Regions from separate parts of the Macaca mulatta genome. Here region 1 is linked to region 2. The links are chromatin contacts, called in public Hi-C maps. All regions are on one chromosome and are shown on one strand. Each heading gives the region's core, a stretch centred on a gene start, on an enhancer-like site or on the middle of the called end of the contact. The rest is flanking DNA. Distances are from core to core; before and after follow the strand shown. Region 1 has its middle 42 kb from the start of BPGM. Region 2 overlaps AKR1B1 (aldo-keto reductase family 1 member B).

Region 1 (6,634 bases), core at 1,250-3,749, 300 kb before region 2:
TGACAAAGAAGGAAGTCATTTTATAGATAGGTTGGCCTACAAAGATGTTCTAAGAATCAAGAGACAACCAGAATAGTCATCAAAGTGTCCAGTATGGCAGCCAATCCTTCAGGCAGCTGAGAGCCTGGGAGTCACTGCAAACTGGCTTGGAGCTAATGAGTCACATGGGAGTTAAATCAGAGTGGGGCAGGAATGAGGCAAGCAGATGATTTGGGGTGAGAAGAAATAGTGTCCACTGAATAAGTAATGAAAAAAATCTCTAGAAATCCTCTAGCTTGTGGGAATTAACAAAGGAATACCTCTGGGTTGGCCAAAGACCCAGCTGACTGAAAACAGTGTGATCAAGAGCCAACTTACCTAGGAAGTAGACATGCAGGGATTTAAAATTTCCTGGAGTAGTATGGGAAAGTAGAGTAACTAACTCCCAAATTTTTTTAGAAACTCAGAAAGGAGTGAAGAGAAGGTAGGCTTTGGAGAACTCCTGGATGAACATCTTGCTTACAGAAAGTTCACATGGAGAATCAATGGCAGGAAAGGTAATTGCTACATGTGGTGTGCTACATGTGGTGTGCTCATTTCAGACAATGAGCACACAGCAACATCCAGGATGTTCTCTTGCCTTAGAAGGAATCACAACAAACTGTAAAATACCAGGAATGGGGAGATTCATCCAGTGGAGATATGTTGGGACAGTCACTGAAGGAGTGAAAATAGCTGCCTGGCTTGAGAAAGCCAGCTATTTGAAGCCATTCTCATCTAAAAGTATAGATTAGCAAGTTCAAAGTTATAATCTCCACTCCATCCCCTACAGTCATTGTGAGTGATTGTTTTTCTTCAACACTCAAGTCAATTCAACCAACATTTTGCTGACACTGTATTGGGAAGTGTGGAAGATAAAAAATATGTATTACCAAAACGTGGACCCTAACACAGGGACACTCATCTCTAAGTGGAGAATGTAAATGGCCCTTGCAACAAATTGGCCCTGAACTCCTTGACCTTCAGCTTTAATGTCCTTCTTCAGTCTTTTTCAGCTACACACAACCATAGCCACTTCTTTGGTATTATCCTCCCTAGTACTCCTCCATCATCAAGATCTCAAACTCTGAAATTCTTTTAGACTACAAACTATTATTCTTCTGTCTTGTTGGTACCTAGCAATTTTTTCTCTTTGCCCTCGTCGTGAACTCCAGACCCCTTGAATGCTTCTATCCAAGCTGTGTCTTGGTTTCACTTGCTCCCTTCCTAGCCTTGACACCGTAGACATGCAAAGCAACCAAAGACCACTAGGTGACAGTAGAGCCCCAACTAGACTATTGCCCAGCTTGGGCACCAAGTCAGATAATTAATATTTATAATGAAAGTCTCAAGTTTGAAGGGGTAAGACAATAGTGGAATTAAACAAACAATAGCGAGTAATACAGGGAGGTCAGTCAGCTGGGGCCAAGAAGATCTTAAGCCCCATGCAAGTGTAAACCAGACAAATGGTGAGACCTCAGCCGCTGGAGAGATGACAGGGTACTCTCAGGTTCATTGTCTATAATCATCTCCTATCTGTCTACATGGATAGCCTTTCCCCTGCTTTGAAACATTTCCTGCTAAACAACCCTTAAGGATTTTCTATTTAAAGATCACTTAATGTCACTAGGCCTCCTGGAATTCTTTGTACTTAGGCAATTCCCAGCACTAGATAAAATCAACCTTCTTATCTCTCTTTCTCTGGGCAGCCAGGTGCTTGGCAGAAAATTACAAGTCTGCACAGTGACTTAATTCTAAATGCATGATATGTAACCTCAGCGGTGACTTCAATGCTCAAGTTTCATTCTTCATTAACTCCCTAGGTGATTCCTTGTGGAAGCATTCTAAGCCTTCCCCACTCCCTGAAATCCCTTACCGCATTTCAGCTTCCCCAGCCGCAGCAGTTGAGCTCACATCCTCCTTTATCTAGGAGGCTGAGATCATCCATCCTGTCCTCTCTGAAGCCCCTCTCTACTGTAGACTGAGCACAGGAGCTACAGAGTCTTTCAGGGTAAGTGCACAGAGTTGGATGGAGAAGACAGAAATTCCACCCTCTTCAACAGAAAGTAATGAAAATGGGTATCCTGTATCTCATCTCTGAATCAACTTACTCCCCCAAAAGATGTTGCAAACATTACTAACTGGAGCGTTTTCTAAATCATAGGAAGGACCCTGAGGTGGCACCTTTTACAAATTTTATCTGGATAGGCAATGCTTTTAAACTATCCTCCAGCAAAATATGCTCCTGTCATTAAATTTCAACTGACTTTATCCTATCCCGATGACATGTGGTTTGTGTATTCAGTCCTTCATTTGATAAATACTTACTTTAGAGCCAAGCCTCATAGCGACTACGCATACTGCCAAATACAGAGATGATGGAAGACTTGTATGCCAGATAATGAATATTGAAAGGGACGAATCATTCATCCAGAATTCATGAGAATCTCCCTCCACAACTATCAAAAGAAGATCCACCCACTGGGTTGCAGGCATATGGCAGTGTGCTCTGTCCTTACGATCAATCAAGATGGTAAGTGCCTCAGGCTTAAGTTATTTATTATAATCACTCTTCTGATATGCAAATCATTTTCAAAGGCTTTCTGGCTACTGAAAAGATCATATATGACCAGCAGGTGCACATATATTTCAGTCGGCTTGATGGATGTATCTCTCTGAATAGTTATGTAAGTAGGATTCTACTATATTTATCAGTTTTTTAATGAATTAGAAATAATTTTTTAAATTTGAAAAACTGTAGACTGGACCTTGGTCTCAAAATGACCCTACCAAGGTACTGACAGCCTAAAAGATTCAGCTGGAGGCTTCTGTCTTTCTCCTTTTTTCTTTTGAGACAGAGTCTAGCTCTGTCACCCAGGCTGGAGTGCAGTGGCATGATCTCAGCTCACTGCAACCTCTGCCCGCCTGGTTCAAGCGATTCTCCTACTTCAGCCTCCTGAGTAGCTGGGATTACAGGCATCTGCCACCTCGCCCGGCTAATTTTTGTATTTTTCGTAGAGACAGAGTTTCACTATCTTGGCTAGGCTGGTCTTGAACTCCTGACCTCGTGATCCACCCGCCTCGGCCACCCAAAGTGCTTGGATTACAGGCGTGAGCCACCATGCCCAGCCTTCTGTCTGTCTCTTAAAGCTAAGGGTATTATAGACACATCCATTTGGAACTGTATTAATTGAAGTTATGTGATTTAATTGATGTATCAATATTAGTAAACTAATAAATCTATTTTTAATAAATTAAATTTTAAAATGAATTTAATTTGTGAATTTGAACTGTATCCATTAATTGGGGGTATTCATCAAAAACAATTGGGTGTAACATAGGAATATAAGACCTATATCAAATATTTGGAGGGCTTTCATGAAGAATAGGAAAAGACCTGTTCTGTGCTGTCACTGCGTGCGGAATTGAGATCTATAAGTGGAGGATAAAGGAAGATGGCATTTTAGCTGCACATAAGAAAGACTTGCTAAACACAAGATTTTCTCCTAAATATTAGTTGGGAAGTGAATTCCTGATCCCTAGAGGTGTTTAAACATTAGCCAGACTGTGTGGAATATTGAAGATCTAGAAGAACGTCAGTGCCTCTGGGCCCCACCAACCTCGAGTCTATGATTCTGTAATGAGGCAACTTAATTTCAAAATGCATTGTAAACATTTTTTTTTCCTTTCTCTTGAGTTTCAACATATAACCTTGAAGCAAACTGCAGAAGCCTTTTGCCTTAGCCTTAAAATGGACTCCACGTCCCTCTCTTTCTCACAGAATATAGTCCCTTCACATTTATCTAACTGCATGCTAGGAAAGAGAAAAGAAAGAGAAGAGGCTCGTGAACCTTCCAGCCACTGCATAGTGCGGAGTCAGTACACCCCACCACCCTCGTTTAGCTCCCATCAGGGCTTTCTACTCTAAATATAGCAGAAAGGCACATAATTCTTATGGGGCTAATTTTTGGACAGACCAAGTCTGGAGACCCAGCTACAGAATTCCGGAGATTACTTCAAGGCAACTAGTCAACAACCTGGCCATCATAAGGGTGATGCCAGCCTGAGATGCAGGGTGATGCCAGCCTGAGATGCAGGTGGCCTGGGACCCAAGACAGCCGCCAGAACAAGACACACAGGCACTGGAATCAGCACAATTCTTGCATGCCTTCCGTAACAAGTTTTCCCTTTTTAAACCCCTGCTTTCTCCGCAACTAGCAAAGCGGTTCCTTTTGGTAGGAATCCAGCCGCTTCTCCTTTAGTAGTTTTGGTTGATAAAAATCACTTTCTTTCTTCCAGACCTCATTCTTGTTCATTGGACTCTGCAAGCAGTGAACATGTGTTTGGTCACAATTTTGGTGGCCCATACTGGAAGCCAACAAATTCAGTCTGGGCCTGTGTTCAGGTACAGTTTTGGTGGCCTGTACAGGCAGCACTGTGTGCCCTGGGGGCCGGAGCCCACCGGTGAGGTGTCTATCGGCAGGGCACAGGGCGTCTGTGAGTTGGAGCTGCTTGTTGCTAGCTGACCCTTGGCTGGAACGTGAGGACTTTCCCTGCAGCTGCTGAGATACTTTTGTCTCAGGGATCCTCTCTCTTCCTGCTGCAGTGCCTGCTGCCTTCAATTCTTCGCTGGTGCAAAGAAAGTGACCTTTAGAGAAGTCGACAAATTTTGGAATTTGGGGATTTGGGAACTTTAAAACTTTGGAACCGGGTGAGTTAGTTGGAATGCACCAACCACCCTCTGCCTCCTTTGTGGTGCCCCTGGGTCTCTATGCTATTTAGACTTGGCCACTAGGGGCACAAGTTGAGCATTTTATGCATTTGTATTTGTGGTATCCTGGGACTTTGCTTGGCTAGGACTCAGCAGACTTGGGAGGCAAGGAATTTAGGACTCTACTCAGCCCCTTAACAGGGTATTTATTTGAAGGCTCGCCATTTGTTTGTACGTGTGAATGTGAATGTGAATGTGTGACTTTAGTGTGTGGGCCCTGATTTTTCTCTCTCTCTTTCCTTCTTCTGACTTCATCCTCCTGGTTATCTGGGAAGCCACCTACAGCCTTCCTCCTCTCAGCCAAAGGCATCCATAGCTCCCTCCAGCTGGAAACAGTTCACCTTGACAGGTGACTTGTGGAAGTGGGAGGGATTCATGCCACATGGTGTGTAAGTCTTGGATGCTGAGGCTCTCCCTGATGGGAGCTAAACGAGGATGGTAGGGGATACTAACTCCACATCACGTAGTGGCTAGAAGGTTCACGAGCCTCTTCTCTTTCTTTTCTCTTTCCTCTTCTCTCCTATAAAACTTGACCTTTCTCCTCTCCATTCTTTTTCTTTATTTTTCTCTTTTCCTGTTCAAGCCAGAGACTCAGCCTTGAAGGAGGAAAACAGTGTCCAGCGTCCCGGCTCCTGATTCTGTCATCCCAAGGAAGGCCCATTTGTGTGCACATTTTAAGCTAGTGGGCAAATTATAACAAGAAAAGTTCAGAGTGCAAATGGCTAACCTACATTATAGAGTTAAGTAGAGTCTTCTAAAGCTCTCTATCTTCCTCTCTCTTCTGCCTGCTTTAAATCTGCTGTTACTAAGCTGCTGGTGCTAAGACTTATTATTTATGGTCTAACTAGAATGTAAACATTGGAAACTTGTTTGAAATTCTGGGGGGAAAGGGTAAAAGAGGTTTTTAAAACCAAACTGCCATAAAGACTGCTTTATCCAAAATTTTGGCTCACACCTTTCCTTGAATTACCTATCAGGGCAAACAAAGTTTAGCCATGTGGACAGGTTCCAGTTTTATCTGAAAAATAACTTGAAGCCAGGTTTTATAGGTTGGTGAGTTTGTGATGCTGCCTCATGGCTAGAGTTCCAAGGTAACAGCTATTGGATCTTTGTGTATGTATGTTTATAGGTTTAGATATGTTTATGTGATGTACATGTAATATGTTCTGTTTTATGTCTACCAAATTGTCATATAATGACTACTCATAAATTAAGTCCAAACACTTTTCAAGTTCACATTGTGAAGGGAAAATATCTTCAGCTTCTTCAAGCTGGAACTGCTCAGGGTAAATCTGCCTCCCATTCTACTCCAAGTCATCCCTCTGCTCACTGAGATAGAAGCATATCTGATTGCCTCCTTTGGAGAGGCTAATCAGAAATGCAAAAGAATGCAACCATTTGTCTCTCACCTACCTGTGACCTGGAAGCCCCCTCCCTGCTTCGAGTCTTCCTGCCTTTGCTTCAAGTTGTCTTGCCTTTCCAGACTGAGCCAATGCACTTCTTACATATATTGATTGATGTATCATGTATCCCTAAAATGTATAAAACTAAGTTGTGCCCTGAGTACCCTGGGCACATGTCATCAGGACTTCCTGAGGCTGTGTCACTGGCATGTGTCCTCAACTTTGCAAAATAAACTTTTTAAATTAACTGAGACCTGTCTCAAATTTTGGGGGTTCACAGCATGAATCTTTGATAAATATAATTGGCTTCAAAAATTATTAGTAAAATAAAAATATCTCCAGAATCACCAGCATACATTTGTGTCTGAGTAAATAAATTTTATATTTGCCTTTATGGTTAACAGGGAAATAACTTTAATGAGTAACTTTGTACAATATCTGG
Region 2 (7,190 bases), core at 4,011-6,510:
TTAAAGCCAGCCTGGCTTTCGTCTCACTGTCTCTTGGCTTCTGAAAGGTCGAATTCGCTGGCACTGAAGAGTGAGGGCAGGACCCATTAAACTGGTGCAAAAGACACTTCTGATCCTGTGCTTTCTGGGCTCGTTTCTGCACCACACAGACACACGTTTCTCTGTAGGCCATGGAAGAGCTGGTGGATGAAGGGCTGGTGAAAGCTATTGGCATCTCCAACTTCAACCATCTCCAGGTGGAGGCGATCTTAAACAAACCTGGCTTAAAATATAAGCCTGCAGTTAACCAGGTAAACGTCCCCCAGGGACACTGGCATTGCAACGATGCTGTTTTACTATCTGATGCTGGTAGGGATTTCTCATCCACCTCACCCAGCGAGTGTCCAGGAGGCAGCTCCAGAGTCCTGAGTTATGATTCAGCATGACACAGCACATCTGGGAGAGGAAATTTACAGGAAAGAAAGGGTTTGAGCCTGGCTTGTGACAATTTGGGTTCTGACAAAGAGGCAGCCATGAGATCCTCAGACCTGTGATAACTGATAAGTGGCTAAAGCCAGGAAAAGCCTCTAGGGCCCATGAGAACATCTATAATAAGATGATAGTAATAACATGGTAACATCAGGGATACTACCTGGGTATTGTAGGAAGGTACAGCTTATCTGGGAAATAGGGTGTTTGTTATACATAGTTTTCTCTATGGGCTAGGGAGGGACTTTAGCATAGGAAGCTTCATCTGTGTCATATCAGCATGTAGCCACAGTGCTCCCATCAGCTCTTGTGTTTGCATTTGCAGATTGAGTGCCACCCGTACCTCACTCAGGAGAAGTTAATCCAGTACTGCCACTCCAAAGGCATCGTGGTGACCGCCTACAGCCCCCTCGGCTCTCCTGACAGGCCCTGGTGAGCTTCCCACAGGCTCATGCTCCCTTGTCACTTGGTGAAGATTAGAAATGACTAAAAAGAACAATTTAGCCTCAAGGAAGATGTTTCTGGGGCTGATCTGCAAAATTTCCCCCGAGTCTCTTGCTGGTTTTCCTGGAAGGGTTGGCGTTTCTAGTAGCAAGACACCTAGTCTTTTTCCAAAGGATTGGGGGTTCCTAACCCAGCTCTGAGGAAGAGACTGGTGGCTGCCCTCTGAGGTCGATGGGAGGATTAGGGTTAGGGTTTCTGGCTGCCATGAGTGACGGCCATGATGGTGTGACCTGGACTGTCTTTCTATCCTCAGGGCCAAGCCCGAGGACCCTTCCCTCCTGGAGGATCCCAGGATCAAGGCGATTGCAGCCAAGCACAATAAAACTACAGCCCAGGTACAGCCACTTCAGGTGTTCCTGACTCTCCAGAACTCCCTGCATTCCTGATGGTCCTGTTAGCCAAGAGGAGGAAGTGACTGAGCCTGTTACCCCCTCACAGGAAGTGTGGTTCAGGGTCCTCAAGTGCAGAGTGGACAGGGCACAGATGGGGGCTTTAGAAGAGTGGCATGGGCTCTTAGAGTAATAGTGCCTGCCCCCACTATCCCAAGGGTGACTGCCACGAGGGCCAGCACTTGTTCATTGATGTGGAAGCTCATCTCTGTACAAATGTAAGAGCTCTTACCAGCTGTGCAGGGAATGTTCTTTCCCCTGAGTGGTAGTGTGCGTTCCTAGCCAGTGGAGGGCCTCACGTGGTCTCGTGATATGCCTGAGATACTGAAGCATGTGGCACGGTGGCTAGCGCAGGACTCTGGAGTCAGATCTGGACCTGAATGCGTCGCCTACCTGTTGCTAGCTGTGACCTGCCATCTTGGAGGCCCTCTCTGATCACCTGTGGAGTTCTCGCATGTCCTTCTGCGGGTTGTGTGACACTGTGATGATGGTGCGAGTGCCCGGCATGTGTACACACTCATTGTCTCCCTGGGCTCACAGGTCCTGATCCGGTTCCCCATGCAGAGGAACTTGGTGGTGATCCCCAAGTCTGTGACACCGGAACGCATTGCTGAGAACTTTAAGGTAAGATCTTGGCTGGTCAGGCCTGGCCCTCCTCCGTGGAGTGGGCGGTGGAGGAAGCCGCTCATCCTGTCCCTGGAGTGTCATCTGTGGGATCCCCACATCCTCTCCTCTGAGGCCAGGGAGCCATGGCGAGCGAGCCATAGACTGAGACGGACACCTCCCCGGTGGGGTCATGTGCAGAGCCAGGCCTTGTGCCTCCAGGGCCCCGTGCTGTGCACACACACACCTACACCTTTGCTCAGGCCCTTCAACCACACCGAGAGGTTACCCAGAGAAAATCTCGCTCTTGAGCTTCACTGCCTGGACCTGCCCTGCGCTGAAACTGTTAGTTACCAGCTGCATAACCTTGGACAAGTCACTTAACTGCTCAGTGCCTCAGCTTCCCTATCTATGAAATAATACCCATTTTGAGGGTTGTTACGAAGATTAAGTGATGCATCAAAGCACTTCACATGGTGCTTAATACCTTAGTAAGTGATCGAGAAATGTTGCTGTGCTGATAAGCCCAGGGACCGCAAAGGACCCTCTGGACCATTTAGCCCACTCACCAGCTCTGCAAGGAGTTCATGTGATGATGGACAGAGCCTAGACGTGTGTCAGGGCACAGGCAAAGTGCTCAGTGTGGCAGCTGGAGCAGCTCAGGCTACCGGGCACCACCTCCCTCCCCGCCCGTCCTTGCAGCTTTGGTGAGTCGGGGTGGGGGCACGCCCAAAGGAGAGCAACTCAGGGGAGTCCTGATGGCCCAAGCTCTGTTCTCATGGAGCGAAGTGGCTCTGCCAGGGAAGCTCTGTCTTTATCCAAGATCTGTGCCGCATGCAGCACAACCATGGGCATGGGGCTCTTGGGCAGGCCCCAGCTCAGGTGAGCAGCTGGTTTTGCCTGATTCCACTGCCCAGAGGCCGTGGCCCTAATGCCTGCCACCTGTCACGCGTGAGACAGGGATGAGAGTGATCCCTGAAGCGGGAAGTGGAGCCCATTGTTGAGTAGAGGAGACGTTTTTCTTCTTACGTGCAGGTAGATGTTCTGAGTACACAAGATAAAGTGGCAAAACCGTGGCCACTGAGGGAAAGGCATAGCCCACCGGAGATGCATCCTTTGTTTCATATTTCATTTTTTAAGGAATTAGGAAAGAAAAAATAAATGACTAATCTCAAAATGCTAACCTATTTTATTTTTGCATCTTATTGCACATTTTTCTGTGATCGTAATCACAGAGCCTGTAGCAGACTCTCTTTCTGCACATTTTGTGATCATCTGAAGCTAAGAGCCCTTCGGCTCTGGGAGTGTGTGTTGGCCTCATGTGGGTCTCACCCAGTGCTGCCTGCCTGCCTCCCTCCCAGCCTCCATGCCAGCTGAGTTCTGTACCATCTGCTGCCTTCATGCAGGTGCTTCTCTTCTCCCAGTATACCTTTCTTGCCTTTCCTGTCAGAACCTTATGCTTCTTAGGCCATGTCAAATACCACCTCCTCTTCGGCTGTGGTGGTTCAGTTCCCCAGCTGGAATGCATTTGGAATACCTCTGCCCTTCCTGTGCTCTGTTGAGTGCCTTACACAGTGTGTGATTAGTTATTTGTGGCACAGCTGTAGAAATACCTCTGCCCTTTGTTTGCTTCATCAGTAGAGGCAAAGACACATCTTACCCATGATTCTACTCCTCACTGCAGCGTATCACAATAGAAGTGCTCAGTAGTGTTTTTTGAAATGAAATAAAATGTATCATTTCCCTGGGAGGTTCTGGAAAGGAAGGACTGTTTTCATCGTTCCATATATTATCTAGCCCAACATGCACATTTCCTGAATAGTAATATAATCAGCTTTTTCTAAGTTCAGTTTATCATCTCTGCTCAAAGCCATGGAAGACATCTGGGTCCTGCACAGTATTTCGTCTTTTGTTTTTATTTGCAGAGCTTACTGGATTTTTTTTGTTTGTTTTTTAGGTCTTTGACTTTGAACTGAGCAACCAGGATATGACCACCTTACTCAGCTACAACAGGAACTGGAGGGTCTGTGCCTTGTTGAGGTGAGTGAGCCCCAGCGTGAGGAGCAGTTCCCAGGAGATCCTCAGATACTGCAGAGCAGAAGAGTGATCCCTGCAGGCCTCAGCGCCCATGCGCTCCTGTCACAGCTGTTCTTGCTTTGCACATTACCTTGCTTTCTCTGCCACATGACCTTACATTAGCTGAACTGCATGAAGCCAAGATGCCAAGAGATCCGCTCCTGATATCTTCTTCTAACCACGGGGCATTGTTGGCCTGGCCTGAAGTAACTACATATTTTGGCATTTAATTTTAAAATCCTAGTGGTTCATCTGAAACCAGGTGATCCCAGGTGACCCTGGATCAAACTCTGGAAGAATTTGCCTGTGACTTTTTGTCTTAATGACCCTAATGAAAGGGGTTTGGTCGGAAGCCCCTGGGGCTGGGGTTTGAGACAGTCCCAGCTCTGACCCTGGTAAGCCACGTGGCTCCAAAACAGGCCCTCCCTCTGAGCAGCAGGCACCTCCGTCCCTCCAGCCATACATCCTCTGGTTCTGTTTCCTCTGCGTGGTAGTTTGGAAGGAGCTGCCTAGGAAGGTTTTCTGGGGGTTTTCTCTTTTCCTACCATTACAATAACTAGGTGACGCGTGTAAGTCACTTCCTGCTTTTCAAGAAGGAACTGCTCATTTTGCAGTGGAGACTAAGACCCTGTTTCTCTTTCACTACCCTTATTCTCATTTGAGCTGTTTCCACACACTCTCCTTTAGTACTTCCTCTTCTAAGCAAAATTTGAACATTCCCTAAGATGGGGTGGGCCACCAGCTTTCCCTTTCCAGTCTGTCCCCTCTCCCTCCCCGGAGTTTGCACTGCTGGTGGCTTCAGCCACTGCCCCAGGCAGATGTGTGCCCAGCCTGCATCGTGGACAATAACTTTGCCCTGCTTCAGGCATGCGTGTGTCTGGAGAGCCTGCTGCTGCCACACTGTGGCCTCACACTCAAAACAGGCCACAAACAGAGCATGTCACAGGCAGCCCCAGGCCAGCACCCTTTCAGACGTCTTTGTTAATGCTACTTAGCCTTAGACATTGAAATCATTTTTGGATCTAGTGGACAAGGAGGAGAGGAATAAATCAGTCACCAAGCTACTTTCGTTCTCCTTTCAGAATCTCCCGTTCATCCGTCTTCCTTTTCCTCTCCCACTTGAGACAGTGGATTGAAGCTCTTAGGGCTGAGGAACCACAGTGGTTTTCTCATTGCTCCCTTTACAGTTAGACTCCTCTGCCCTCCAGTATTGTTCTAGAAACTTCTGTTCGATTATCCTGTTGTGTGGTGGTGAGTGGGAGGAAGAGACTAGCCCTGACATGCCCAGGTCTCCCAGGGAGTTTTCTCTATACACATGCCACCCCTCTGGCAGATACTGCTTTACTGAGCCTGACCTGCTGATGTCAGTGTCACTCTCCTTGGGTACACAAAAAAGGCAGGCCATGGAGAACTTTTGAATGGTTTTGAATAAGAGTTACAGACTCTAAGCACCCAGCTCAGATTACATAACTCTGGCCTTGCATGCCTTGCTCAACCATCTGTCCAGTGTTCCTGCCTTTATGTTCCCAGCACAGCCATTGGCCTTACTAGATGGACAGTGGGTGAGCTTTGGCAAAGACGTCTGCACCTGTGCTCCCTGCCCTGTTTCCAGTATAAAATCTCCAACCGTTGATTGTGCTCACTTCAGCCCCCACTGATACAAGGAGGCTCCCTCCATCCTCAGAGCACTTGCCGTTGCTTCTCTTATCCTTAGAGATTCAGTCACATACAGAGTTTCAACATCCCTTTTTTTTTTTTTTTTTTTTTTTTGAGATGGGCTCTTACTCTGTCACGCAGGCTGGAATGTAATGGCATGATCACAGCTCACTGCAGCCTTGACCTCCTGGACTCAAGCGATCCTCCCCCCTTAGCCTCCCAAGTAGCTGGGGCTGTAGGCGTGCACCACCATGCCTGGTTAATTTTTAAAATTTTTTTGTTAAGATGGAAATCTTGCTATGTTGCCCGGGCTAGTCCCAAACCCCTAGCCTCAAGTGATCCTCTCGCTTCGGCCTGGAATTATAGGCGTGAGCCACTGTGCCTGGCCTACCTTCTGATATTATTACACCCTCTTATTGTTTAAGACCACAAGATGCTGTCTGGTCCTGCCAACTAGACTGAGTTACTAGGAGGCAGAAATCGTGTTGCCATCCTGCATGGCCCAGGCACAGTGCTGGGCACATGGGGAGGGGCGTCCGTCACACGTGTGCCGCTTGGTGACAGTAGTGGTAGAGGGGTCTGCAGTGCTGGGCACATGGGGAGGGGGTGTCCCTCACACGTGTGCTGCTTGGTGACAGTAGTGGTAGAGGGGTCTGCAGGGTGAGTTGCTTCCCCCAGCTGCAGAACCGTGATCTGCAGATTCAGAACTAGCTTGTTGCCTCTGAGGTTCTGTTTTCTTTCTTCAATGAGACACATCGTTTCTCTGTTGGGAGTTGGGTATAGTCAAAATCACCTCTTCAAAAAGCAACTGTTTTCTCCTTTCTCCTGACAGCTGTGCCTCCCACAAGGATTACCCCTTCCATGAGGAGTTTTGAAGCTGTGGATGCCTGCTCATCCCTAAGTGACCTATACCTGTGTTTCCTGCCTCATTTTTTTTTCTTGAAAATGTAGTATGGCCTCTGTCACTCAGCAGCGGGACAGCAACCTGTAGAGTGGCCAGCGAGGGCGTGTCTAGCTTGATGTTGGATCTGAAGAGCCCTGTCAGTAGAGTAGAAGTCTCTTCTAGTTTGCTTTGCCCTTCTTTTTGCCCCGCTGGGGAAAGTACAACCTGAATACTCTTTTCTGACCAAAGAGAAGCAAAATCTACCAGGTCAAAATAGTGCTACTAACAGTTGAGTTTTGACTGCTTGGAACTGTAATCCTTTCAGCAAGACTTCTCTTTGCCTCAAATAAAAAGTGCTTTTGTGCGCTTGGTTTTGTGAGCTTTGGTTTTTTAAAACAATAGCAACCTTCTACTCACTTTCAACCATCACTTTCCAGATAACCCGTAAAGCAGGCCCGTCAGTGATGCAAAAGGAGTGAGGACTTGGCTTTTCTACAAGTCCTCATCTACAAGTTGGGGGCCCCCACCCCAGTACTTTACCCATTTAGCTTTAGGGCCGTGGGTTTCATCCTGGCTGCACACCGGGTCACCTTCGGGGGGTTTAAGGCTGG

Evidence for each region. Hi-C and Micro-C count contacts between places; a contact is called where the count stands out from the background.
Region 1: a contact with region 2 is called in a Hi-C map of sperm, with 4 times the contacts expected there. The contact joins two enhancer-like sites. A contact is called at or near these places in 4 of 14 Hi-C or Micro-C datasets (fetal cortex germinal zone, fibroblasts, liver and 1 more).

Annotation. Positions count from the first base shown.
Region 1 is chr3:174,428,191-174,434,824 of T2T-MMU8v2.0, reverse strand. No RefSeq gene overlaps it. Among named protein-coding and RNA genes, the nearest start is that of BPGM, 42 kb to the left of the region's middle. Within about 2 kb of position 2,499, at least 2 of the 40 cell types and tissues checked have an H3K27ac peak or open chromatin away from gene starts, as enhancers often do.
Region 2 is chr3:174,133,486-174,140,675 of T2T-MMU8v2.0, reverse strand. It overlaps AKR1B1 (aldo-keto reductase family 1 member B), which reads left to right. Exons shown (of 10, transcript NM_001265861.1): 5 at 168-290; 6 at 794-900; 7 at 1,226-1,307; 8 at 1,902-1,985; 9 at 3,922-4,004; 10 at 6,529-6,943. The coding sequence ends at 6,571. Among named protein-coding and RNA genes, the nearest start is that of AKR1B1, 13 kb to the left of the region's middle. Within about 2 kb of position 5,260, at least 14 of the 40 cell types and tissues checked have an H3K27ac peak or open chromatin away from gene starts, as enhancers often do.